2 separate regions of the Xenopus tropicalis genome follow, and region 1 is linked to region 2. A link is a contact called in public Hi-C data. All regions are on one chromosome and are shown on one strand. Each heading gives the region's core, a stretch centred on a gene start, on an enhancer-like site or on the middle of the called end of the contact. The rest is flanking DNA. Distances are from core to core; before and after follow the strand shown. Region 1 holds the start of rasd1 (ras related dexamethasone induced 1). Region 2 holds the start of rai1 (retinoic acid-induced protein 1).

Region 1 (7,309 bases), core at 342-2,841, 180 kb before region 2:
ATCCAATACTCTGATTGATGGCACAATGGCACCATGTAAACAAATCACTTTTCCTTTTCAGTCCTGATACAGTTATTAACATCCCTCCTCCTCCCCCCACACTCAGTCCAGAGTTGCACCCAGTTCGGGAGGTTCAACAGATCAGAGAGTTTTCTCAAAGTACAGATTGTCCACTCCAGCAGTCACATGACTGTAAAGCTCCTGGCCAGCTTCATGGCCACTTCCAAACTGTCCAACAACGTCTGCCCCATCAGGCTTCTCCTTTCCTCAGCAGCCTGACTAACCATCAGAAGGCACGGAGGGGCAAGTGGAACCCCCTCAACGGTCATGCCATCTCGGCTTTGGCTTCTTTCAAAAACGCCACGGTCTTTTCTGTTTCTCTATGTATATATTTATAAAGGCACCGGTGCCAGACCTGCCCAAGCCCTAGCTGATCACACACCTCTCTTTGTCTTTACTCTGGCCGCCTCCTACGGCCTTGGCTCTAATGTACATTAAGTCACTGTGGATGCTGGGTCTGCGGGCAAAGGGGGCCACAATGCCATAGGCGTCCCCATCCTCCTTGACTTTCTTGCCCTTCAGGGACTTCTTGTGCAAGATCTCGCAGTATTGGACAGACACTTTACGGTGCAAGTCTGGGCTCATCTCACTGGGCAGCTTGGCCATGGTGAACAGAGCCTTGAACATCTCATCCAGGCTGGAGTTCTTCTTGGCCGATACCTCAAAGTAAGAACATTTACTGTCCTCCCCAACCAGCTGCTCAATCTCATGAGGTTGCACCTCCCTGTAGAAGTCCCGGTCCACTTTATTCCCACAGATAACGATGGGAACATCCACATTCTCCTTGGTTTTGTTCTTGAGACAGGACTTGGTCTCAATGATCTGCTGCTTCAGCCGCTGCACCTCCTCAAAGGAGTCCCTGTTGTCCAGGCTGAAGACCAAGATAAACACATCACCTGGAGGAGAGAAGAAGGAGGGCAGGTTAGTAGCTGTCGTAACGTTGTTACTTTCATTGTATTTAACACTAAACAAGAGGATCTGGACTCAATTTGCGCTTCAGAGACAGAAGCTCACGACTCTGTAGTAATATAATCCCAAGAGCCCTTCGCTATAATAGGCAGTTTCCCCGTCTGCGAATAGGGATCCCATAATAAAAGCAATATAATAGTTACAGCAATGGGCACCCTGCTAGAAACTGAAGGTGCTGAGCATTTACCAGCAGTTAACTAGTTGCCCACTAACCCAGTTAGGAAAAGTTCTGACTACTTGCCAACAAGTGAGGACTTACCGGTGAGGATGGAGAGCCTTCTCATGGCCGGGAAGGGGTGGTTGCCCGAAGTATCTAAGATATCCAGCTGGTACACCTCCCCCCGGATGCTGTAGAACTTTCGGTGGAAATCCTCGATGGTCGGGGTGTATTGCTCCTCAAATCGGCCGCTCAGGAAGCGGGACACGATGGAGGTTTTGCCCACCTTGGAGGAGCCCAGGATGACCATTCGGTAACAGTTCTTGGGGGGGATGTTCAGCTCGGTCTCCCCGGGGCACATTTTCTTGATCATTGCGGTGAGTCTGCCTCTGACAGAGAACGAATCGCTGCGACTGAGCAGCATTAGATACTGAGCGATGGGAGCGGAGAGTTGATCTGATCGGGAGCTCAGGCTGCAGCCGCTTATATAGGGAGCCGGGACACGCCCACCGCAACGTCACAGCCAAAACACTGCGCTCTGTCCGACTGTCAGAAGCAACAGGAGTCTGGGGAGAAGCAGAGCTGCCACTTACCTACTGACTGGCACTCACAGCTGCCACTTACCTACTGACTGGCACTCACAGCTACCACTTACCTACTGACTGGCACTCACAGCTGCCACTTACCTACTGACTGGCACTCACAGCTACCACTTACCTACTGACTGGCACTCACAGCTGCCACTTACCTACTGACTGGCACTCACAGCTACCACTTACCTACTGACTGGCACTCACAGCTGCCACTTACCTACTGACTGGCACTCACAGCTGCACTTACCTACTGACTGGCACTCACAGCTGCCACTTACCTACTGACTGGCACTCACAGCTACCACTTACCTACTGACTGGCACTCACAGCTGCCACTTACCTACTGACTGGCACTCACAGCTGCCACTTACCTACTGACTGGCACTCACACAGCTGCCACTTACCTACTGACTGGCACTCACAGCTACCACTTACCTACTGACTGGCACTCACAGCTGCCACTTACCTACTGACTGGCACTCACAGCTACCACTTACCTACTGACTGGCACTCACAGCTGCCACTTACCTACTGACTGGCACTCACAGCTACCACTTACCTACTGACTGGCACTCACAGCTACCACTTACCTACTGACTGGCACTCACAGCTGCCACTTACCTACTGACTGGCACTCACAGCTACCACTTACCTACTGACTGGCACTCACAGCTGCCACTTACCTACTGACTGGCACTCACAGCTACCACTTACCTACTGACTGGCACTCACACAGCTGCCACTTACCTACTGACTGGCACTCACACAGCTACCACTTACCTACTGACTGGCACTCACACAGCTGCCACTTACCTACTGATTGGCACTCACACAGCTGCCACTTACCTACTGACTGGCACTCACAGCTGCCACTTACCTACTGACTGGCACTCACACAGTTGCCACTTACCTACTAACTGGCACCCCTCGTCCTTAACTGGCAGTCAGCTAGAGCTGGGCACTCAGCTGCCACTTGTTACTGGGTACTCTTATGCTTGCAACTATGCACATATATCTACTGAGGGTGCCCTCACCCATAGCAGGCATAACATATATATATATACCCTCACCCCCATACCCTGGGCACCCTGACATAGGTACAGCCGGGCATCTCATGCTGGGAACAATATATCTGCTGAATGGCTCCCTGACTTCTAGCCCACAGGTAACTACAGCCTGGCACATAGTCCAGTGCCAGCCAGGGGCATGTGTATGGAGAGTGGGTGCCAGTTAGCGGGATATTTATTGCCAGAGGGTTAGTACCACACAGAGTGTTAGAGTACGGGCGGGCAGGGTATTTACCCATATCAGGGGCAGTGCGGCCGGGCGGGTAGGGACTGAGTGAGGGCAGTAGGTCCGTACCGTTGGGCTTGGGGGGTCAGTAGGCTGAGACACAGTAGGGCGGCACCAGGGGGAAGCGCTGGGGCAGATCCAGTGTCTCTCGGCTCCCTGCCCTGTATTTACTCATATTGCGCTCTCCGTGCGGGAAACTGAACTGATCTGTATCCCAGTCAGTAGCGCCTGTGGGATCCGCATATCGGCCATTTACTGGCTCAGCTCCGGGGTTCGCACAGATACTCGCTGTGTACTTTGCACTCACTTCTACTGCTTTCTGCGCCTCCTACTGCACCGGTTATTGTGCCCTGTCTGTGCCCTGTCTGTGCCCCTCTCTGTGCCCTGTCTGTGCCCCTCTCTGTGCTCTGTCTGTGCCCCTCTCTGTGCCCTGTCTGTGCCCCTCTCTGTGCCCCTCTCTGTGCCCTGTCTGTGCCCCTCTCTGTGCCCTGTCTGTGCCCCTCTCTGTGCCCTGTCTGTGCCCCTCTCTGTGCCCTGTCTGTGCCCCTCTCTGTGCCCCTCTCTGTGCCCTGTCTGTGCCCCTCTCTGTGCCCCTGTCTGTGCCCCTCTCTGTGCCCTGTCTGTGCCCCTCTCTGTGCCCTGTGCATTTGGCTTTGCCCCTCTCTGTGCCCTGTGTATTTGGCTTTGCCCCTCTCTGTGCCCTGTCTGTGCCCCTCTCTGTGCCCTGTGCATTTCGCTTTGCCCCTCTCTGTGCCCTGTGTATTTGGCGTTGCCCCTCTCTGTGCCCTGTGCATTATGGCTTTGCCCCCTCTGTGCCCTGTGCATTATGGCTTTGCCCCTCTCTGTGCCCCTCTCTGTGCCCCTCTCTGTGCCCTGTGTATTTGGCTTTGCCCCTCTCTGTGCCCATCTCTGTGCCCCCCTCTGTGCCCTGTGCATTTGGCTTTGCCCCTCTCTGTGCCCTGTGCATTTGGCTTTGCCCCTCTCTGTGCCCTGTACATTTGGCTTTGCCCCTCTCTGTGCCCTGTACATTTGACTTTGCCCCTCTCTGTGCCCTGTGCATTTGGCTTTGCCCCTCTCTGTGCCCCTCTCTGTGCCCCTGTCTGTGCATGTTTATCAGCCAGTGGAAGGCAAGGTTGCCCGGTTCCATGCCGGGTTAGTGCCCAGTGAGTGCCAGTGCAAGCGCTGCCAGTGCCCCTGCAGATACTGTTGGAAGCATTTGGTTTCGCTGTGTTTTGTACCTGCAGCCCCACACGGCTTGCCCACTGAGCTTGCAATCTACACTGCAGTCGCTTAGAGTGTTTGTTTAAGCACAGCTGGGAGGCCATGGCTTCTGTTCTGGCTCATCCATAAAATCCCTACCCTCCTACTTATCTGCTGAGTCTGTGCAAACACTGCTGGGTGCTGGGCATGGGCAGCTCTCTCACCAATACCTGTTAATATTTAATATGAATCGGCTTTATCTCCGTCTCCCATTTCCAATTCTGTTATTTACCCTTGCACCCTGCCCTTTCATACTGTCAAATGCAACGCTGTCTGTATCCATTAGAATAAAGGCCTATAAACATACATATTGTAGCGCAAGTTATTATTGATACGCTCGGTGCTAATTAGTTTCGGGCAGGTATTGTGATGCTGATTGTATGGTTACTGCCCGCTCGGCGGTTGCTAATGAGAGCGAATGGCTGCTGCGAGTAATCCCAAGCTTCCCCACTAGGGGGCGCCTGGCAGCGCAGGTTGAATGGAGCTTTGGGGAAGCAGCAAAGCGCTGGCAGCGAACTGGGGACATGTAGCTTGTGAGATCCAGGGATGTGACTGCTAATGTGACTGCTAATGTGACTGCTACAGTAGGGAGAGAAGGAGCAGAGACACACAGAACAATTCCCCATAATGAGGGAGGGGCTTAGGCACTAGTGTTATCTAAAGGCAATGTCACCTCCATAAATGCACCTTTCCAAATGCAATTGCTTTCTGCCTAGAAACTCTGCCTAGTTCTGCCATCTGCACTGCCGGACTGCTGAAACAATGTAGCAGAAGTCAGCTGATTCCTGCTTGTTTCAAGAGTCAGAACTGGCAGTGCAGAGTATATACTACTGCTTGTTTCAAGAGTCAGAACTGGCAGTGTAGAGTATATTCTCCTGCTTGTTTCAAGAGTCAGAACTGGCAGTGTAGAGTATATTCTCCTGCTTGTTTCAAGAGTCAGAACTGGCAGTGTAGAGTATATTCTCCTGCTTGTTTCAAGAGTCAGAACTGGCAGTGTAGAGTATATACTCCTGCTTGTTTCAAGAGTCAGAACTGGCAGTGTAGAGTATATTCTCCTGCTTGTTTCAAGAGTCAGAACTGGCAGTGCAGAGTATATACTCCTGCTTGGTTCAAGAGTCAGAACTGGCAGTGCAGAGTATATAAACAGCCACGCATATACCTCTTTAGTTTCTTTTAATAGGCAAGATTGCATATCTATATGTATGTATATCTTTATTTATAAAGTGCTACTTATGTATGCAGCGCTGTACAGTAGATACATTAATACAAACAGGGGGTATATTTGGGTTTATTTCCCCTTTAACTTTCTTGTCCGCTTGGTAGATTAGAAAAAGGCGGAAGAGGAAGGAAAATGAATTCAAATTGCAAAATTGATTAGAATCTTCCGCCTGCAAATTGATTCATGGCTGCGCTTTCCCTTTAATCAGCGCGACAGCAGATGGGGTTAAATATTTTACTCTTCGGCGCCGCCATGGTTGGAGAGATTTCAGCTCTGAAATGGTTAATGGTGTGGGATAACAAAGCGGCTTATACGTATATTTATAATAAAAGGTCAAGTGGAGAGATTGGTTGAGAGAGAGAATTTCCCAGAATGCACCAGGACAAAGGCCTTGAGGCTGAGGCATTGTGGGTAAAGTGTTGGGGATACTTTCCATTAGGGGACTCAACCTGCAGCTTCTAGATGTCGTTGAGCCGCAACAAAGGCTGCCAGGGAATGCTGGAATTTGTAGTTCAGTGACAGCAGGAGAGGTGCAGCTTGGGTTATAAACATGGACCCCCCTTCCCATAAACACTCTCTTCCCTGTGGCCCCCCAGCACCTTTCACATAAGTTGCCCCATTCTTACACCACTTGCCCAGTGGCAATAGTAATTTACCCTTCTCTGTTTATTGCCCAATGGTAAACAGGACCCTCAGCCTACAGGGGCTATTACCAGTTTGTAAGGGGTTAACCCCCCCCCAATATAATACCCAGAGGCCCCGGGTTGCTCAGGTCTCCGTGCAGATAGGGAAATGCAGAAAGCAGCAGGGGGAATCAATGGAAGGGATGCAGGCTGCTCACTGGGGAAACAAATGGGATTTTGATTGGCTCTTATCATCCCAATGTGATTATTAATGATTATAAATAAATCTTCTATAAATAGTTGGCTGGGAGTCCGTCTGTCACGGTGGCTCATATTGGCCATTGGGCAGCTGTAGGGTTGCTGTAATCAGCAGCTGGCTGGCAGCTAGTCACTTTATTCTGGGTGCTGGGGGTCTCTGCCCTGAGCCGCACAGGGGTTTAATGGGGGTCCCGGGCATTGCCGGGAGTCTGACACCCCAATATGATGGAGAAGGTATACAAGCTCAGCAGAGATGTGATGGTGTTCCATGCAGAGTGTGCTTTCTGCTCCCCAATGTGTCAGGGAGGGGGTGGGGCTTCCTCTGTTGCCCCACCTCTTAACTGTACGTTGCTTTGATTGGCAGGAGTAACCTCCTATTTGCTCTCAGGCGGTGCAAATGGGAAAACTCAATCCCCCAACTCACTAGAAAAGCATGAAACTCGCTCCAAACCATTTTGGGTTCAGATGAGACGTCTGCAGGCAGAAGTGTCTCGGCCCATATCAGCACTCTAATGCTATTAGTTTAGACGTGTCAGTGTCACTTTAAGAGACAGAGCAGTTAATGTCCCAGCGCCAAATGTCATTGTCATAGTAACGGAATCAAAATTTTTGCACATTTCTTCTAGTGATAATTAATTGAATTCCAAAGACATTGTCCATTGTTATGAGGCGCAGACAATTTAATTCCCCCAATCTCCCCCATTGTGACATCAGCACCCAGCTTTTGTTTTACTATCACTCCCCCATGCCCCAACGCCCTGACGCCCCCTAGCTGGTCATACCCCCTGGGTCTCTCTTGGGCATGACTGGCTCACACTTTTCCTTGGGCTACAAAGAAGCAACTGTCTGAAGGGATGGGTTTGTGGGGGTAGGCCTT
Region 2 (6,985 bases), core at 1,789-4,288:
TGCCCACTGCAGTTTATGGAAATATGGCGTGCAACCACACAGATGCACAGAAGGCACACTGGCACAGAAGGCACAGAAGGCACACTGGCACAGAAGGCACACTGGCACAGAAGGCACACTGGCACAGAAGGCACACTGGCACATTAGGCACACTGGCACAGAAGGCACACTGGCACAGAAGGCACACTGGCACATTAGGCACACTGGCACAGAAGGCACACTGGCACAGAAGGCACACTGGCACAGAAGGCACACTGGTACTGGATTTCTATTGGATTTTCATTCACACTCCTGTTCTTCTCAGAATTCTGCATTGTGATTACATCATTGCAGTAAAGCGTGTGACCGTGCCAAGCTAATTTAAAGCCAGCATGAGGTCACCCCTGTGACATCATCACTTGACAAACGAGCACATTAGTCACCGTGAGCGCCGCCATTCCCCCCAGTGCTGCTGGAAACCCATTAGGATGAATTCTGTAAGCAGAAGGCAAAGCTATTGCTGATCTCACAGTCTTGTCACCAAGTCCCCCCCCCCCCTCGCCGGCCCATTAGGCCCCGAGCCCGCTGGCTATAGATAGAATTGTGACATCATTGCTTCATCGACTCTCCCCGGACACCTTTACAGCCATTTGCCCTCGACAGCTGGCAGGGCTACCAGGACGAGCGTAGGCACAGGGAAATATGTTTTCTATATAAATATCTAATGTGCGGGGGGGGGGGACATTTCCTATAAAAGTCACTTGCTGGGGAAGGGTCCCATTGACATCAGTGGCTAAAAATACCATTGGGATAGGGCCAACGTGCAAAGCATTATGGTTCCTGGGCCCGTTATACTACTGGGCCATTAGCCCTTTATTAGGAACTTGCCCTTGGGGGTGTAAAGCTTTTCTCCAGCCCAAACCCTGATACAGAGCTGCACTCCCCTGTATTTCCTGCTCCTGGGCTGCTCTCCTACCCATGGATAAGGCAGAACTTCATCCAGGTGGAAAGGGTTGGCATTGATCTCTGTGGTTGTAGACGAGCATCCCAGCCATTGGTGGGGGATATAGGGGTATTGCAGTCAGGGGCCCCATGGCAGAGTGGGAAGATGTCACAAAAGGGGTGGGGCTTTTGCAGGAGTTTGGGTGGGCGGGATTTGGTATAATTGGGGAGTGGCCAGGGTGATTCAGGGACATGGCTAGAGTTGCCACCTCTTGTCAATGTTCTTATTGGCCACAAGGGGGCGGGTCTGTGATGATGGTGTGGATCTGTGATGTATGTGGGGGCGGGGCATGATGCCAGTGGGTCGCATTCAAGGGGAAATAGGGAGCAAGCGGGTTAGAAAGGGAGCTGGGAAGAGGGATAGGCGGTGGGATGGGGGGGATCAGAGGTGGCACTGGGTGGAGGGCAAGTTATTACAAATTTACCGGCAACTACATTGTAATTTGTAACACTGGCCCCGTCCCTAGGCTGGTGAAATAGCGGCCAGCTGGCAACTCTAGACAAGGACATTGTGGGTAGGGGTCATTCTTTTACAGGGCCCCCATCTCAATTACAAGGCCACATGCTAGGGAGGCACAGGTTACCGGTGGGCTATTAAGTGGGGCCACCGGGCTGAGTATGATGGGCCCCATGATTACTTTGGCAGCCGTGTAGAGTAAGTAGAGCTCTATCAATCTGCTTTTATACTCCCCCTAGAGATCTGTGCAATGGAACTGCCTCCTGCCCCCCAACCTGACTTCTCTGTTGGACTGTTCCTTACCTGACAATGGGGAAGAGAGCAGCCCAGGAGCAGGAAGTATGTAGAATCGGAGCTGTGCATTTGTGCATTAACCCACAGCAACCAAAAAACCTTGACTTTCTGAATCAGATCAGTTGTGATCAAATGACCAAATAATTGGGGAGCCAAAAAGCCCTGATCCAGCCAGAAAGCAGGCAGTAGCACAGGGTCTCCTCTGGGTGGCAGCAAAGCGCAGGCAGAAGCGACTTCATAGCTTCTATAGAATGAATATTATCCTTATTATTTATACATGACAGGCAATGCCCAAATGGAGCTTCTCCTTTCACTATCTTTAGTTATTTAACCTTGGGAGGAAACCCACACAACAGGGGGAAAGTACACAAACCCCTTGCCAGTGTGGCCTTGGCTGGATCTGAACCCAGGGCCCCAGCACGGAAAGGTCACAGCTACTAACAGTATAACTATAAAGGAAAGGGTTAAGGGCAACTAATACAGCAAACCCCTCCCCAAAAGTAGTTCCTGTAGCTTCAGAGGTGTAACCCACCAACCCAAAAGAGGCGGGGCTTACTGGAAAGTGGCTATGGGTTTAAATGGGTAGCTGGTAATATTCTCCCAGCCAACATTCCCCAGGCAGCCATTCCCAAGCCAATCAGATCTCTCCAATGCTGGTGTTTCTCCCTGGGACAGTTTAGAAACCAAGGGACACCAGCAACAGGGTTAGGTGGGGTCTGTGTTCACTTCTAAAAATAAGGTTCCATTGGTTTCTATGAGACAAGACACACTGACCATAGACAGTAGCACAGACTGCCCTCTATCATTGCTGGTTTCAGGGTAGGGCATGTGGGAACATGTGTAATTGTATAACACACACTATTTGACTATATATAATGAACATATAAATTCCCAGAATGCCTCCGACAGGGAAAGGCCCATGTCTCTGCGGGGTAAAACCAGAAGCTATTATTATCCTGCCTAAAATAGCGCCGTGTGGTTTGGCCCAAAAACGTCAGCGACTCGGAGGGTAAAATCCATCAAGTCGTGCTCTGAGGCTGAGGTCCGGTTTTTGGGAGACTGGCCCAGTTTCTGGGTTTGGCCCAATTAGCTGCGTGTAAGGGGGGGGGGTATCCTTCCAGGTGTGAGTGGATTTATTCCTTCTGGACTCCCCCCCATCCTATCATTGCAGGGTTCCATATAGTCTGCTTGCTGCAGGGGTTAAACCAGCGCTGGGAGGAGGAAATGATCCCTTAGGTGTCCATTGACTCGGATCCACCACTAGGGGGCGCTCCCGGCCTTGCCGTCATCCCTTGCCCTCCCTCCATATACAGCAGGGCAGCCTCCTCTGGAAGTCTTTGTACCGATAGCGAGCAGGGAAGCGGGCACAGCTCACCTGGCAGCCTGGCATTGCCCTGTCTTCAGCCGGATTAGGGGGGACCCCCCTGCATATGGCCTGTGCCTGCCTGTCCCCACAAGGAGCCGACACAGAGGAGCTGGCAGCTGGAGAGAGGTAGGGGGGATTTACCCGTTCTACCAACTAATCATGTGCCCACCAGTAGGGACCCCTTAATCTTCTTATTCCTGGCACCCCTGCTAGCTGCTGGGCTGAGTGGGTGCAAGCTGCCACTTAGTGTCTAAGCTACTGAACTAAAGGGGGGTGCAAAGTGGCATTTAACCTCTTAGCTGCTAGGCTTGAGAGGGGGTGCAAGGTGGCTTTAAACCTCTTAACTGCTGGGCTTGAGGGGGGGGGCAAGTTGGCACTTATCTTCTTATGATAGAGGCAGTACCCAGGTGGTGTTTAACCCCTTAGCTGCTTGGCGTGAAGGGGTGCAAGTTGACAGTTAGTTTAACTGCTGAACTAGGGGCGGTGCCCAGGTGGCATTTAACCCCTTAGCTGCTCGGCTGAAGGGGGTGCCAGGTGACACTTAATGTCCTTGCTGCTGGGCTGAAGTGGGTGCAAGGTGACAATATTAGGCCTGCAATGTATATATATATATATTTTGTTTCTCATTTTTAACCTAATGTACTGATTGCTTCCACTGTCGCCGTGATATCATTGCAAACACTTGAGAAATCATTGTTGTGCCGACTTGGCACCAGGCAAGAATTGCATCATCATGTGCCAGCCCCTTGGCATCAGTGGCGCTCTCGGTGGGGTTATAACGGTGCAATGGTGTGAAATAATAACAATAACAGTTCCCTGTTCACCAGCTGGAGGTTACAGAGTCAGAGCTGGCAGTGAGGACTGACTACCTAAACTGCATTCAGTTAATGAAATACTTCTATGCGGTTGGTCACAAAGCTTTCCTTGGGTAGAGGGCACCTATGATATATATATATATATGTGTATATATATATATGCACACTTGTAGGCACTGAGGGCCTGTTGGGAGATTTTTGTGTAGATCCCTTATATAGCAGTGGGCATAATGCCATCCTGTTTGGTGGCCTTATAGACCAGCTACTATTATGTAACATAGTAACATAGTAAGTTGGGTTGAAAAAAGACATACGTCCATCACGTTCAACCATAATGACTATATATGTGCTCTAATGGGTGTGTGAGGCACAATTTTACTCCATCTGAGCATCTGAGGGGTCAGTGTAACTGAGGGTCTTGGCCTCAGACCGTATTTCATATGAATCAAGGCATGGGTGGGAGAGTGGCCCCAGTGAGATGCCACCTGTATACATGCATGGTAAGGCAAGAGTAGGAAGGGGGCGTAACTGTGGGTTAGTGTGTATGTATGGGGCCACTGGTTGCACAGCAGCGCTTTCTATATGAATACCAGGGCCCCATATAGATTGGGGAGCACAATAAAGTGGTACATGCTGCTGGTATCTACCGTATAGATGGGGTTTTGCTTTCACTGATTCAGTTATAACATGTGACACATTCAGACAGAATAGGAGTGACCCTTGTTAGGCAACTTCAGTGTCTATGGGGCTCCATTTTGAGTGCTTTGGGGCACAGCGCCCAAAACACTGATTGCTCTGACAGATTGTCAAGTATGTTATCTGTATATAGGGTTGTTTGTGCTTGAATGGCAGTGCCACCGGTAGAGCTATTCAGCTGTTCGGCTGGAAGAATCCAACAATACCAGTATATTTCCTTATTACAAACATGCCCAATGGCAAGAAACCATGTCAAAATGCATGTGACTGGGTACTAGGAGTTCCCTGTCCCAGTCCCGCAGGGCCCTGGGCCCGTACCACTGCTGCCCAATACTTGCCTCAGTCATTTTGCCCTGCTGTACCACACGGGAAGTGGGGGCAGGTATCAGGTGTTCTGATCACTGTGGGCAGGGAAGACTAGAGGCCATGTTCTCCGGTGGGCCCAGGTACTAAAGTTAAAGGTATCCGCCTGTCACTTGGCACACAGGGTAAATTTTAAGCCCACAAACCATCAAAAGTGAATTTTAGGGCTGATACCATTGCAGATAATGGCATTAGGTGGGCATTAAAGTGATACAGGTATGGGATCCCTTATCTGGAAACCCTGTTAACCAGAAAGCTCCAAATTCCGGAAAGCCCATGTCCCATAGGCTCCATTTTAATCAAATAATTCAGAATTTTAAAATTGATTTCTTCTTTCTCTGTAATAATAAAACAGTACCTGTACTTGATCCCAACTAAGATATAATTACCCCTTATTGGGGCAGAACAGCCCTATTGGGTTTATTTAATGGTTAAATGATTCCCTTTTCTCTGTAATAATAAAACAGTACCTGTACTTGATCCCAACTAAGATATAATTACCCCTTATTGGGGGCAGAACAGCCCTATTGGGTTTATTTAATGGTTAAATGATTCCCTTTTCTCTGTAATAATAAAACAGTACCTGTACTTGATCCCAACTAAGATATAATTACCCCTTATTGGGGGCAGAACAGCCCTATTGGGTTTATTTAATGGTTAAATGATTCCCTTTTCTCTGTAATAATAAAACAGTACCTGTACTTGATCCCAACTAAGATATAATTACCCCTTATTGGGGGCAGAACAATCCTATTGGGTTTATTTAATGGTTAAATGATTCCCTTTTCTCTGTAATAATAAAACAGTACCTTGTAATTGATCCCAACTAAGATATAAATAATCCTTATTGGATGCAAAACAACCCTATGGGGTTTAATTAATGTTTTATTGATTTTTTAGTAGACTTAAGGTATGGAGATCCGAATTACGGAAAGACCCCTTATCCGGAATACCCTTGGTCCCGAGCATTCTGGATAACGGGTCCTATACCCGAACTGACAAGTTAAAAATTTTGGCACCAATTTCATGTTCTAAATATAGACCACTTCTACCCTCTCACAGTTCCCCCCGTGGCTTTTTCTCACTAATGATGTAGGAGGACCGGGGGCAAAAACCTTAGAGGGTCTCATGTAACAGTGTGTGTTAGCGGATAGGCCTAGTAGTAATTAAGGCCAGCTTTCTTCAGCTGAGGTGAGGCCTGGCCTAAACTACAATGCTGCACTTGAGGCCTGAGTGAAACCAAGATGGAGGACGTGTGAATTGGATCCCATCCAGGAAGTGCTAGTGACAGGCTTTTCCCAGAATCCTTCAGGCATGCAATCCTTCGCTGTTTGAATTGAGCAGTTGTCATTTGGCGATAGACTCCGAGCCGTTGGGTCCCAGGAGTAGGAGAGAAAGGCTCAGATAAAAGAACTAGACGTGTTTTATTATTCCCCAGAGGCACACAAAGGAAATCTATACAGGAATCTCACAGTAACTCTGAGCAGGGACTTCGTAACTGCGGCGGCATTAATTGGGTGGGCCGCGCACCTCTGCACAAATTAAAGTGCCTTTTCCATTTTCTTTTTCATCATGAGCGTGTGGGAAACTCATTGTAAGGGGAAACGCCACACCGCAGGCTTTGTCACTGCCATTCAGTAAAAAAAAAATCTGTGATAATACTTTGACAAACTCCATCTTGTTTACTAGCGCCAAGTTAATCACGTGACTTGTTTATCTATAACCCTCTTTGTCAAACTTGCCAGCATTCGTTAGAAAAAAAAAGACTGGGCAGGTGCCCTGGTGCAGTAACACTAGCAACCAATTAGTGTTTTTCAGACTGGTAAAAGTCAATAATTGGTTGCTATAGGTTACTGTGCTAGGGCAAATTTTTATAGTGCTGTCAAATGATAGGAGGGCTGTGGAGCTGGGGATATGTTGGGGTGTAACTGGGCATTGTCGGGGCATAACAGGGCTTTATGGTGCATAGTTCCTTCTTAACCCAGTCTGACTGCCCCTATGTATTTTTCCACT

The links. Hi-C and Micro-C count contacts between places; a contact is called where the count stands out from the background.
Region 1: a contact with region 2 is called in a Hi-C map of neurula embryo, with 4 times the contacts expected there. The contact joins the promoter of rasd1 here to the promoter of rai1 in region 2. A contact is called at or near these places in 4 of 5 Hi-C or Micro-C datasets (brain, gastrula embryo, liver and 1 more).

Annotation. Positions count from the first base shown.
Region 1 is chr9:15,695,056-15,702,364 of UCB_Xtro_10.0, reverse strand. rasd1 (ras related dexamethasone induced 1) reads right to left here and starts at 1,591. Exons shown (of 2, transcript NM_001078940.1): 1 at 1,289-1,591; 2 at 1-956. The coding sequence starts at 1,559. The coding sequence ends at 427.
Region 2 is chr9:15,514,283-15,521,267 of UCB_Xtro_10.0, reverse strand. It overlaps rai1 (retinoic acid-induced protein 1), which reads left to right and starts at 3,038. Exons shown (of 5, transcript XM_004918074.4): 1 at 3,038-3,224.